2 separate regions of the Nothobranchius furzeri genome follow, and region 2 is linked to region 1. The links are chromatin contacts, called in public Micro-C maps. All regions are on one chromosome and are shown on one strand. The core of a region is the stretch at or near the end of the contact, and the rest is flanking DNA. Distances in the headings are between cores, read along the strand shown. Region 1 holds the start of LOC107382216. Region 2 has its middle 16 kb from the start of utp6.

Region 1 (6,703 bases), core at 2,013-4,512:
GAGGCGCTTCACAGCCCAACTTAATTAGCATACCAAGTCCGACACGTAGTTGTATATTCACGCTTATGTGCTTAAAGGAAAACTCCCGTTTATTGCAACCCGGACTTAATTTCTAGCATGCAGTACGTTTGTTTACTCACGCTGACAACTTTGGTGCTACTTGGATTCCCCGGGGTATTTAGATCCATCGGCGAATCGCCGTCAGCGTATATCCATATAACGGGTGCGGACGGGCACCCATGGAGCAGCCTCGAAATAAGACATTATCTGCACCAGAACATCTCAATGTCGAAAGGTTTTGTTAGGAATCATTAACGTGATTCCCCTGTTCGTTTGGAGCGGGTCTGGGATTTCCAGGCGTGAACAGACTAGCCGCGGCTAATCTAACCGGCGCTTTTAATGACGTCACTGCCGTGCGCCGATCTGTTTTTATCAAGATTACCGGTAGATGTACCTTTGTCCTACTGTGGACAAATTCGTTTTCTCCCTTTATTGACCAACAGAGTTGTTCAAAAGTACAGAACAAAACATATGGCATTACAGCTTATGACAAAAATGCACCTTAAACAGAGTTTAAGCAGCAAAACATCACTCTGCAAATAGTGTATATATAGTGAGACAAGTCATGATTTAAAGTGTTAACTTTCACCAGTTTTTGTATGCACGTTTTAAAAAATGTTGATACTTGAAAGGTTTAAGCACTTAATACACTTAATTCTTAACATTTAATTTTTGCAATATAAATTGAGGAATGTTATTTTTTGAATAAACGTGTTCAATAAATTGGTGTTTTTAAATAGTATCGAAATCGAGTATCGAGTTTTTCTTCCAGTATCAAATCGAGTTTGAAATTTTATTATCGTGACAACCCTACTTCAGATTGCGATGTTGTTTTGTATTTGTCAGGAAATACCATATGGTATGATGCCAAAGCACATCTTTTCCCAGTTTTTGGCTTCGACCTCTTGGATTTCCTTCTCCCAGTCTTCCTCCTCTTGCTGTGGCATCGGGGGCGGAGCTTTATCTGAAGAGGAGGCTTTGTCATCTCTGCAAAAGGGTGCAGGTTACTGGAGCTTAAAGCACGATCACTTAGAACACTTTACATGTCTGAGCTTCAGATGAACCCTGCTGACAAACCCGTGGTGAATGAATGAACAAATACATGTGGCTGATGCTGACACGTAAAGATTCACCTCTCTTTGTGTCTAAAGTTTTTCTTTCTCCTTGGATTCTTCTTTGGTGCCGATGAACCGGGATCTGGTGCCGCTTGTTCCGACTTACCACTCAGATGATCATCACCTGGCTTGGTGGCACCTTTGGTAGGGATACCGTCCAGAACCTTTACGTCTCCTACCCTTCCAGCTGCTGAGGCACTGCCCACTGGGGAAAACGGGTACTTTGGTCTCCTGTAATTCCTTGGATGAGGTGGTTTTGTGCTCCTGTATCCATGGTGTCCATAACCGTTCACCAGGCAGGGTGGTTTGGGAAAATCCAGTGAGCCAACTTTTGAGCTCTCACTGGTTCTAGTGGCATACCGATTTACTGCTCTGTTCACCAAACGCCTGCCTGGGATCTGACTTTTGAGGCGATGGTTGGTTTCACATGAGTGGTCGTATAATCCCTTCTGTCGACCCTCCAAGTTCAGACTACTCTGAGGCATCACGATACCTGTGACACACAGTTTAAGGGTCTCATCAAGAGTGTGCAAAACCTATTTTAAACAATATTTCCTTGATCAGAGAGCTGTCAGAGTATGGCTGCTGGTGACATTTGATCAGCGTTTACAAATAGCTATAGCTCCACATAGAGCATTAGACATTAGACTAAGTATTTTCCTCCGTACGGATTTCTTCAGTTTCTGCATGTTGGTTTGGTTGGTATGATGCAGTTTCTGTAATGCTGTTATAGTTTTACTCCGGATGTAACGGAGACTGAAACGGATCTGCAGGGCTTTAAATGTCGCTCTGGGTCCTTCTGTTCTTGAATTCCGTGAACGAGGCATGACGTGTTTCTTTTAGAGATCATTTAGCCTATTTCATGTTGTCAGAAAGGTTCAACTGAAGAGATTTCCTAATGCTAAAGGTCTGGCAGTAGTCAGGTGTGGGTGTGGTGCTGACCTCAGCTCATATTAAAAACAAGCATTCCTTCATTCCTGCTGCTTTTTGTGATTTGCACATTTTTCTGTTGTCATTCTAACTGCACACACTCATTACTGCATTTGCAGTTTTCCCATCCCCAGTAAATAATATTCCATCTTGTTTTTAATCCACACAGTATTTTTTTATTTCTAAAAATCAATACAAGGATTTTCTATTCTACTCAATTTTGTTATGTTAAAGGATGGTTAACAGGAGACATTATTGCATATAATTTCCCTGTCATCGATGAAATGATCAACGCATTTTCTACTTATTCAGGTTATCTAATAAGGATATCTATTTCCTTAATTTAGATACTCACCTGTGACAAAAAAACGCCTAATCTGCAGGGGGAAATACTTTTCACAGCACGTATTCAACCTTTTCACTCCTGTTGAATTCCTTTATAAGGAACATTGAAATGAGTGGGAAAATCCCTGACTAAACAGCAAAAACTCGTTGATGTTTCTATTTTTTTATTTATGAATTTTTTATGGAGTCACTATTTTGTTTTTGATTGAGGAACTGCTTCATGTGTTGGCCTTATTGAACGCAACACGATATGATTGCATAGCAAGAGATTCCTTCTCTCATCGACTAAACGCTTTTAATCGCCGGTCCAAATCTTCTATGTCGATTGATCGCTGACCTTGAAAGGTATGGGGACATTGCTGGTCATTTTATTGCCCATGTCATCTTTATTTGACACAGAAGAACAAGCAACAGCCCTTCTCCACATTAAAAGAACCCAAATAAGATATTGTCACCGAAAATGCACTTTGTCATCAACGAGCAGTCATTTCACTTCGTCTGTTCATCACAACCCCAAACATGTTCTTTTAGCTAGCTAACGTCAGCGTTAGCTTCATGCTAATTCACGCACTGAATAGATAAAACACGATAATCGAGTGACTTAAACATACGGGATGAACCAAATATGAGCTAAAAATAATATATATATATTTTACTTCTTACCTGTCCTGATGCCAAAGATTAATCTGCCCCGAACAGACTGGCCCAACCGGAGAGAGCTAACAACAAGCTGCCGCTAAGTGGTGCCAACACACATCATTTGATCCCCCCTTTGAACTGAACACAGGTGTTGTGCCGAAATGTGCATCCTTTGTTGTGAGAAGGCGCATATTAGTGAGGTGAGGCAGCATTTGAATAAATGTGCACCAGTTTATCTGTGTGCTTCTTTACAAAATGATGGTTTATGGGCAAATAAATAAAACAAGTGGCTGTTTGTTTTATTTGACGTATCAGTATTAAACCTTTAAAAGGTTTGCAATTTTGAGTCACATTTGTGCGTTTTTTAAACCAACAGCAAAATAATTTAAGCAAGCACGAAAATAATATAAAAGAATACCCACTCAAGCAATAGTATCAAACGCGTTTAAACGAATTTATATTCAAAAACAAAACTTTTTCAGGAAAAGCACAGATAACTATAAACGGCCCTTGTCAGGTGACTATTGGGTGCTGTAGCGCGTTGCATGATGGGATAGCTAAGTGTATAAACAAAGGAAGTGCCGGTCATTTGTGTTGTTGTGATCATATAAACCTCCAGAAAAATGGTACTTTCATGTTGTGTGAAGGGCTGCCATGCTATCTTTACGAGGAGGCAAAAAAGTAAAATGAAGGCAGGGATCGTGTTAACCGGATATTTCCGGTTTTGACTGTTTATTTTGATGGAGAAATCTTAAGGCTGTTGGTCATTCTGACAACCTGTATTTACCCCGCTGCATGCAGGTGTGAAGACATTTTAAACGTTACGCTCAGAGAACATCACAGACGTAACAAGAAAACAAGAAAAGATTCCCATCAGAACATCTGAGCATTTTCTCAGTCCTGGACACCATGATAGGCACAGCTCACTATCAGCACGCTGAGGAGCTGTGGAAGCAGCTTGAAGCATGTCTGTGGGTCACAGACCAGCTTCAGAACCAGAACACGGCAGGTAAAACGTTCCTACTTCAAGTTAAATCGTTTCATTGTAACATCAACATGTTGCTGGACAGCTTGTTTAGACTAAATGTAATTGTGAATTTGTATTTTTCATTATGTGAGAAATGAAAATGACAGGAGGAAACGAACATGACCATGTTTTAAACTACAGTATGTCGGTCAAAATGTAAACAAACACGTCTAGCACGACTTCTTACCTGTTTATAACTTATATTGATAATGACTTATTGCAGCGCCTGTGTTGGAGTAATGTTTCTGGGTGGCTACATTTTACTTTTACTTGATTATAAATATGTTGAGGTAGTGCTATAGTCATATATTTTCAGTAGTAATGAAACGTCTGAGCTCTGTTTGTTTTCCTTGAGGTCGTAGGGATCTACAATGTTGATTGTAGACCATTTCTGGAAACACATCTCTGTCCTCCTTCAGAAGTTTATTCGTGTAAGGGATTTGTTCGTCCTTGTTGTTTTTATCCATTCTTTTGGCTCGCTTCAACTTCAGCTATGGTTTCCCCTAGCAACGCGAGTCATCATACACCTAAAATGACAGGGGTGTGTTGTTGACTGGAAAGTCACATGTTTGACAAGGACCTATTGTTTTTGTTTACTTCTGCAATTTGCTGCTGTTTTGACAGGTGAGCACAGGTGAGCACACATGCTCTTTTTAACACAAAGCTATGGGGTGTTATATATGGGGTGCCATTTGTAAAGTACAACAGGCCTATCATAAGAGAATAAAATGGGAGTTCATTTTTCAACGTTTTGTCTTCATTTTGTTATTCATACATGTACAAATCTTAAGATTCCCAACTAAATAATGTGTTAGCAAGCTAAATATACCATTTAGAGTAAAATATTTATTTAGTTTGTAAAATAAATATTTAGCTCCAAATTCAATATTTATTTTCCAAAATAAACATTTAGATACCAGCTAAACATTTTTTGGATAATAAATAATTTTATTATTATTCCCAAAATAAATATTTATTTAGTAAATTAAATAATTATTTAGTAAATTAAATAATTATTTTAAAAAAACTAAATATTTAGATCTGACCTTAATATTTAATTTTTAAAATAAAGATGTATCTTTTTAACATTTATAAATGAATGAATAACATGGCAAAAATATGACTTTGAAAAATGAACACACACTTTTTGAAATCTTATCATAGGCTAAATAACCCCAAACCCAGCGCCTTGGTCTCCCTGACAGGGCTGCGGAAGGCGCTTTATAAATAAAGCTTTGATTGCTGGTAAATTATGACTGTTTGGCTTTACAAATGGCACTAGAACATTATTATTATTATTATTATTATTATTATTATTATTATTATTATTATTATTATTACATAACTCAGCCAACGAAAAGAGACCCAGTTGGATGCTAAAACTGGAGAGAACCTTCTGGTACGTAGTTTAAAACAACGTCCCCAAATAAAAGAGCATTTATTGTCTGACTGTCATCCTGCTTAAAGTATCTTTCTGGAGTTTTCCCCTTTCAGACATTATGAATGTTTTTTCAAAAATCTGTAAAAGTGATTATCTTATCATTGTAGCGTCATGAAATCATGAAAGCATCATCATCGTCATCATCATGAAAGCAATACGTCTTTTTTTTCTTGCTAAGCACGCCCGTGCAATAGGAAACTGAGCACCGACCAGAACTAACCAATAGTGTCAGACTACCGCTTACATGCTTTATATTTGAGAAATACCATGGCTGATGCAGTTGATGAACTTTTCATGGACAATTAAGTGTCTAAAATATAAATATATGAGAACACAACATGAAATAAGAATAATACTTGTAAAACAACATGTTTTAGCTCTGTTTGTTGGCAACAGAAGCCTGTTAACTCATTTAGTGCCATTGACGACTAAAGTCGTCATTTGCATTTTTTTTTTACCGTGTGGCCGTCGGAACGAACCCCTTCACCATGAGAACAAACATCCCAGCTCTAAAGCTGATCTTAATCCGCACACGTCACATGACCGGGAAGCAAAAAATCAAGTGTTTGCCAGGAGATCGTTTTGGGTCGCTGCTGTAAAAAAAAAGTGAGGCGCGAAACCGCAAAAGCTTCTGCCGATCACAGTTCAACCACGGATTATGAAAGAATGGATAACACTTGATATGCGAGGATCCTTCCTGATGTAAGAGGTGAGTCTCCTCTTTGTTTTGATTGTTTTGGCGTCGACATCGTCGTAGAGCGCAGCGTCCTGTGACTCTTAAAAAACAGTGAAAACGCTGAAAAACACTGGTGGCAAAGGGCTTTTCTGATCATTAAACGGCTGGCAGTGAATGAGTTAAGTAACAAGAAACGTGAAGTCGCCATCTTAAAAAACGAAGCGAGATTCTGTGTGTGTGATGTGCTTGTCAGCCACTATGGGGCTATCGGATAAGAGAAATACCCCAGAAAGACACTTTAAGGATGACCAGTCATTTTAGCTTCATATTTTATTTTTTAGCCAGTTGAATGAAATTAGAAGGTCAAATGCAAAAGAACACATGTTTGTGGTTATTTTTTAAACATTTTGATGCTCTGTTTGATTTAATTCAAGTCTAAAATGACACAAACAGCTGCTGAGCAAACAGAC
Region 2 (6,703 bases), core at 1,319-3,818, 110 kb before region 1:
GGGGAGGGGTGTTGTGATTTAATTTCCCTCTTGAGTTTTTCACAATAACTTCTAGAAATATTTTTAAACTAATGTAAACAAACTAACCTGTTTTCTTCTATTATGGATATAATTCACGGGCCCAACTTCCTTTGTGCTGTAAACGTGTTTAACTCAAAAAGCAGCCACAGTTTCACAAATGAAGAAAGGAAATTCGGTGGTTAAAATGAGTAAAGGTGTGTGGTTTTTGTGATGATGTCCTGATTTATTGCATCTTCAATTATGTCTTTTTTCCCCTAGTTTTTGAAATGTTTGATATCTTAAGAGCTGAAAAGTTCTTGAAAGAATGAACGAAAGAAAAAAAAGAATGTTTCTCATAAAAAAACTGAGTCAACCAGTTGCTTAACAGAATCAAAGTAACCCAAATGAGAAGAAAACAATGAATAAATAAATAAATAAAAACCATAGAGATAATATAATTGTGCAACGGTAAAAATAAGTCGCCCCTAAATTTAATATCTGGTTGTAACAGCTGTGAGGACAACTACAATGAGCCTTTGTGGTAAATGAGTCAGTCTCACATCACTGTGGAGGAATATCACCACTCTTCTTGTTAAGTCACTTTTTCACTATGAAGATCGGAGCTTTAAGGTCAAAGGTTCTCATTCAGGGTTTTCTGCTTAGAGAGCAGAATGCGTGGTTCCATGTGGTCCAGGGCCTGAAGCTGCCCCAGACCATCACACCACCGCCACCATGCTTGGCTGCAGGTATGATGTTTTAGTGATAATTTCAAACCAGATCAAACAGGAAACACACCTTCTGGAAAGTTCTGCTTTTGGCCAGCAGTAGCTCAGGAGGTAGAGCCGGTCATCCAGTAATCGGAGAATTGTAGGATCGACTCTAGCTCCCAGCAGAGAATTCTACAGCTGTGTCCTTGGGCAAGGTATTTAACTTACCTTCCCTGCTGGCGGTAATCGAAGGCATTTTGGTAGCGCCTGTGCTCGGCGGCCTCACTTCTGTCAGTGCATCCCAGGGCAACATGGCTACGATGTAGTTCATCACAGTAAGCATGTGAATATATGAGTGATGCAGTGGAAAGCATTTTGCGTCGTCTGACTCTGAAATGTGTTATACGTGTGTGGATCATTTTATCGTTGGTCTTGTAAGTCACGGAATGATTTCTCAGACGTTTGGGGATCATCAAGATGTACATTTTTTGGTCTTTGTGTTGTTCATGGTCTGTGGAGGTGTCACATCATGGAATCTTTGCCCCAGTCTCCTTCTATTAGTTGAATGACTGCTGACCTTAACCAAGTGAGTCCTTAGGTGTTGGTTTGGCTTCTTTTGCTCTTACATTGGGAATACGATTTTTTAGCCAACAGCATCAGGTCTGGGTGTGAGGGGTCAAACTAAACTCACTTTCCACATAATGTGGATAATAACAGATAATTCAGGATTTAACGAAGGAGGAATCACTTTTTTTTACTTTTGAGCCACGTGTGTTATTCTCATAGTAAATTACATAATCGTTTTAAACAGTGTTTTGTATTTACTCAGGTTAATGTAACCTGGTAATGATGTTAAGCGCGTTTGTGTCGTGGCGTTTCCCCGCCACCAGAGGTCGCTGTGCACCAACATGTTGCTCCAGAGTCAGGCAGATAACGGCAGAGAGGTGCGATGAACCTGGGATGGATCCAGTCTCCTGCACAGGAATCAATAAAAGAAGGGAACACCTTAACGGAGGCGCAGACGAGCCGCCCCGGTGGCATCGGTCCGGTTCTGAGCGGGGCGTGCGGACGGGTCAGCCACCGCACCACCGCAGGAATGTGTGTGCAGCGCAAGAAGCAGCAGCAGGAGGAGGAGAGGCACATGCTCGGACATTACTCTCTAGTGCTCCTGCTGGGTTTTAGGTCCTCTTTCTTCAGCTGCTCATGCGGGGCTCCTTCGCTGCGCCCCCCGACTCAACTCGGTTGGAGACGTGCCAGCAGCGCTCTGAAAATAACCAGGTTAGTACCGGTCCGTTTTGGTTCGGGAAGGGCCCAGCCAACACGAGGGCGCAACCTATATCACCTCCTTCCAGCTGTTTGGGAATATCCTGCTCGTAAAGGCTACGGGAGCAGGATCCTGTCTCTTCTCTTTTCTAGAATGGAAACTGGGTGACAGACTGGCGCGCAGGAGAGAAAAAAAATCATGCAGACGGCTTATTCATATTTTTATTTTTAATTCTGAAGGAAGAGAAGGCAAGAGGTGGTGCAAGGCGCTACTGTTGCATGTTTTTTCTTTCCTTCTTCCTTGGACAGACGGGGGAGAAGATGGGCCAGGGTGGAGTGGGAGGAGGAGGAGGAGGAGGAAGGGGGGACTGTCCGACTCCTTCCTAAAGACAATCCCCCTCCCTGGAAAAGGATACTCAATTTAGAACGTGCGCAACACCGAGCGATTACTCATGGGGCGGCGGTGGAGCTGGAGCTGGAGCAGGAGGTGAAGTTTCACTTCGCTCGCAGACGCGGTCTCCTCCAGACTGTCGCCTCTTTTTTTTTTTTATTTTTTTTTTTTAACTCATGCGTGAAAGTCCCCCATTGGCTGCGGGATGCGTACACCTGTCCGGGGCGCAGGTAGGCTCACACGGCCGGGAGAGGCAGCTCTTCAGCGGGTACGTATGATCAAACCTGAGGATTATTCCAGGATGAACGTTTGGCTGCGGAGGATCTGACGGTGTGTGTGTGTCAGAGGCTGGGTCTTTGCGGGCAAGGTGAGTCCTCAGTTCATTCAACTGGCCTACAAAGTCCCAGTTTCTGGCCCACGTGACCTACAACGCAAAGGCAAAACTTCCGTCTTTGTTAGAGGGAGGAAACAGGATTACGCTTTAATTTTACGGCAACTCAGTGTCCAATTTAATCTGTAGGGTTGTAATAAATCGATGCAGGTTAAATCATTTGAACACCAACTGACGTCATAGGTATAAAAATGTTATTATTTAAAATGTTAATAGACTTTAGTGTTGATAAAAAAACATGGCGAAAATAAAAAAAAATTAGTTGGAAAAAGTTTGTATTTCAACATCCAGTCCCGAAATGTCCCATAAAACTGGAGCAGGTGAACACTTATTAATAAAATAATGTTTTTATTAAACTCGGGTATCTGTGCACTAATGATCTTAACTTAAAATTACAAATGTTCTAAACCTTTTCATAAAAGGTTCAAAGCGGCTTCAAACTAATTCTAATAACATTTAAATATGAAGTTTTTAAGTGCATCTAAAATTAAATGAATTTCACATTAGCTGCAGTTTTTCTGTGCAGTTAAATCCATCATTAATAATAAATACGAACAAGAGCTAAACTTGCAATAGGTGAACCTAAAGGATTTAAAAATCAGGAGTTGTGAAAAATCCTAAAGTGCCAAATTCTGAGATGGATCAAGTGTGTGAAGTAGTGGAGGAGTTAGGTTTGGAGGCCTGGGTCTATATCCGTCCCGACCCCGGCGCTGCACATACCTCACTAATGAATTCAGCATCCTGACACGAGATGCTTTATGTAATTAATAGAGCCATGGTGGCATCTTCCTGCTGCAAGTGACACATAGGTAAGACATTCGCTGAAGCATGGGATTCTTATTTTAAAAACAACCAGACCGCCCAAAGCGCTCATGCAAATGAAATCAGACCCCACCTCATCCACATCACAATAGCTGCTGCTGCTGCTGATCTGCCACTTTTATTTATTGGGCTGTTGATGCTAATAAGCAGAGCTTATTTTGGGTGGCGTATAACACATGGGTGGCAGGGTATTTGTTTTTTACGAGCCTGCTGTAACTTATTGCGTCTATCATGGACGTAATTTTGGGGGGGGGGACAGGGGGGACCTGTCCCCCCCCCAATTTTCCAAAGTCAAGTTATGACCCCTGCACTTTTTATTATCCAAAAACAATATTACTTTATATTAAATTGACACTGGTTGAGCTCCAGGACCAAGCAGAAAACAACTGTTTGTGTTGAAGCCTGTTTCCCATTGGAGCATACTGTAAAGATACCCCCCCCCCCCACTCCCACCCCGTGTCCCCCCCCACTTCTAAAGTGAAAATTACGTCCATGGCGTCTATAATAAGTTGCTGGAAAGTTGACACTTTGGTCAACCTGAATCTCTAATTAAATTCCTCCAGACTGTAGCTGACACCCGAATGCTTATTAACGCTGTTAAATGGGTATCGGATTTTACACCACTCTGCTGCTCAAGGCGATTTTAAGATGCGGCTGCCCTCACAGTGGTCCAGATGGCTCGCTGGAGCACTGTGAGATATCACAACGCAGGTAAAGGAATTAAAAAAAAAACCAAATCAAGTAGGAGTGCTGCGAGCTGAGCGGAGGGCCCAGGGAGGGAGGTCTGGTGGAATGGAGCTGGTTTGAATAAAGCTGCACGGGGAGCTCTGGGAGAGTCACCAAGTCGGCTGATTAAAGCTGATATTAAACAGCTTTGCCTGTGAAGCCTCCCTCACGTCGTTTAGAAAGGCCCGATCGGACCCATCTCGCCACTGGCTTGCTGCTCAGCGCTGCCCGTGTGTTTCTACTCTTGCCGCGGCTGTCTCATATTCTCCACACACCGTTTGTTTAGCGGGCTTCCAGACCTACTTTAAATAGACTTTTTCTATGATTCCCAGGTCGTCCCGCTCCGGGTCAATGGGTTCAGACAGTTCTTAAAGTAAACATCGTGTATGTCAGCGAGGCAGCATCGCGTAGAGGAGCTGCTGCTGAGGATTGTGAAAGCTGAACTTGTAACAAACGCAAGGAGAGCTCCTTCTCGGAAATTCTGCTTTGAACTCATTCAACCCCCCTTTAAAAACGCCACAATCCCAATAAAAGCCCGCCATTATAAATACACAATTCATAAATGCTGGAAAGCAAGCTCGCCGTTTTAGCGTCGTAAATGAGCCGGCCTTGCAGAAAAAGGTCAAACTTCACACACTGTGGTCACTCCAGCTCATTCCGTGTGTGTGTGTGTGTGTGTGTGTGTGTGTGTGTGTGCTGCCTTTGCTGTGCCTGAACAGATACCAAACTTGTGCTTGGAGTCACGTTCGCTGAGCCAGCAAATGTTGCTGTTTGATCTCAAAAGTTTGGAGAGAGACACAAAAATGAAGTTTGGAAGGGAGAGAGAAAAGGCAGCAAGAAAAGTGAGGGACTTTTAGGGGCAGCTGTGTTTTATTAACCCAGTCATAATGCCCCTAAAAATCCTTATTGCTCTTGCAATGGTCAACAAAAGGATCTCTGAGGAACATGTAGGGACTCGCACTGAAAGCTGGCTGCACCGCCGCGTCGAGGCACAAGCCAGTCCATATAAGTGGGTCGCTGAGGTGATGCTGAGAGATTTTAACCGGAGTTTAAACCAAACATAGAAGTCACAGAGCCCATTGAGCTGCGAAGCACATGAGTGGAAGTATTCAGACTCACGGGGGAGCCGCTGAAATCTAATTTGTTCAAATAAACACGTGGATGCAGAAGAGCTTACAGTTGCAAATGTCTTTAAAAACCACACAGACAGAAAAAAAAAACATTTCTTTGCTGATGATACAAGCCTTTCTCTGTGCAGATCTTTGTTTTGAGTGCATTTCTGCTCAAGTTGTCTTGGTTTATTATTGGTATGCAGACGGGGAAGTCGACGAGCTGTGTCCTTCTGTGTTTTGACATTGCCTTGGAGCACCAGGGGACCGACTGGAAGACGGAAGCAGAAAGACAGGCTGGCAGGTGTTCTGAAACATACGGTACGCTGGCAAGTGCTGAATCCAGCCTCTTACGGTGTCAGAATGAAGCGGTGTGATGTGGAGAGACTCAGCAAGTGGGTACAAAAAAAAAAAAGATATTAAGGACTAATAGAAGGAGAGACGTGAGGGCGAGCATGCCGCGGAGGACTGGGTGTGGTTTGGTTGGCCATCGTGGCCGGAGTGCGGGTGTTGTGGAGGTCTCAGCGTTAGTGAGTGAGTCATCGGAGGGAGGCTGTTCCGTTCGGAAGGAAGAATCCTCTTCACAGACAAGGGGAGAGGGCGTGAGGGAAAGTGTGGATGATGACTCAGGGCCACGAACCACATGGTGATGGAGAGGGGAGGGAGGAATTACTCACAGAGCATGTGGAATCTCATACGGCTATCACAGGACAGGCAGCGTGCCTTCCCCATGGCTGCTGCTTGGACGCCGCCAGTCCCGGAGGCACCAGCTGAACACCAGCCTGCCTCGCTTTTTACCAGCCGAGACCCGAGGGACGGTGGGGATGGGGAGGGGGAACCCCCAGAGATGAGCTCTTAGGTTCTTTCGTCCAAACAGGGTCTTCTCCTCCCGCTCGGGGCGACACGGGGAGTCACGAGGCACAAGCAGCGTTAAACGATTGTTTGCCTGAGCTGAACGCACTCCAGTCACATTGAGTCATGCACATTTTCCCCGAATGCTCTCTCTCTCCTTCTCTGTCTCTCTCTGAGCAAACGTTGGAAATACTGCATCATTATCTGACAGAAACATTTAAATTTAATCTGTTGCCTTTTTTTTTGATAAGCATGGGTCAGCTTCTGTGTGTCATTTGCCGCCATGGAAACTGGGTTTGTCCCAATGGTGTGTGTGTGTGTGTGTGTCTGAAAGTGTCAGACTGGCTCAGAACGTGGTCTAAATCAAGAATGAGAAGTCCTTTGGGGGTGAACACAGAGGTATTTTCACCTCGGCGGTTGTCTGCTCGTATTTGGGTTCTGA

The links. A called contact is a pair of places that touch in the nucleus more often than the background predicts.
Region 2: a contact with region 1 is called in a Micro-C map of tail fin, with 9 times the contacts expected there. The contact joins the enhancer-like site here to the promoter of LOC107382216 in region 1. A contact is called at or near these places in 2 of 2 Hi-C or Micro-C datasets (skeletal muscle and tail fin).

The regions. Positions count from the first base shown.
Region 1 is chr7:75,160,571-75,167,273 of NfurGRZ-RIMD1, reverse strand. It overlaps LOC107382216, which reads right to left and starts at 3,262. Exons shown (of 4, transcript XM_015954270.3): 1 at 3,114-3,262; 2 at 1,194-1,668; 3 at 914-1,047. The coding sequence starts at 1,660. LOC107382218 (rab11 family-interacting protein 4B) reads right to left here. Exons shown (of 14, transcript XM_054751646.2): 14 at 6,549-6,703.
Region 2 is chr7:75,270,241-75,276,943 of NfurGRZ-RIMD1, reverse strand. No RefSeq gene overlaps it. Among protein-coding and RNA genes, the nearest start is that of utp6, 16 kb to the left of the region's middle. Within about 2 kb of position 2,568, at least 3 of the 3 cell types and tissues checked have an H3K27ac peak or open chromatin away from gene starts, as enhancers often do. A contact at or near this core is called in tail fin, where this site is marked.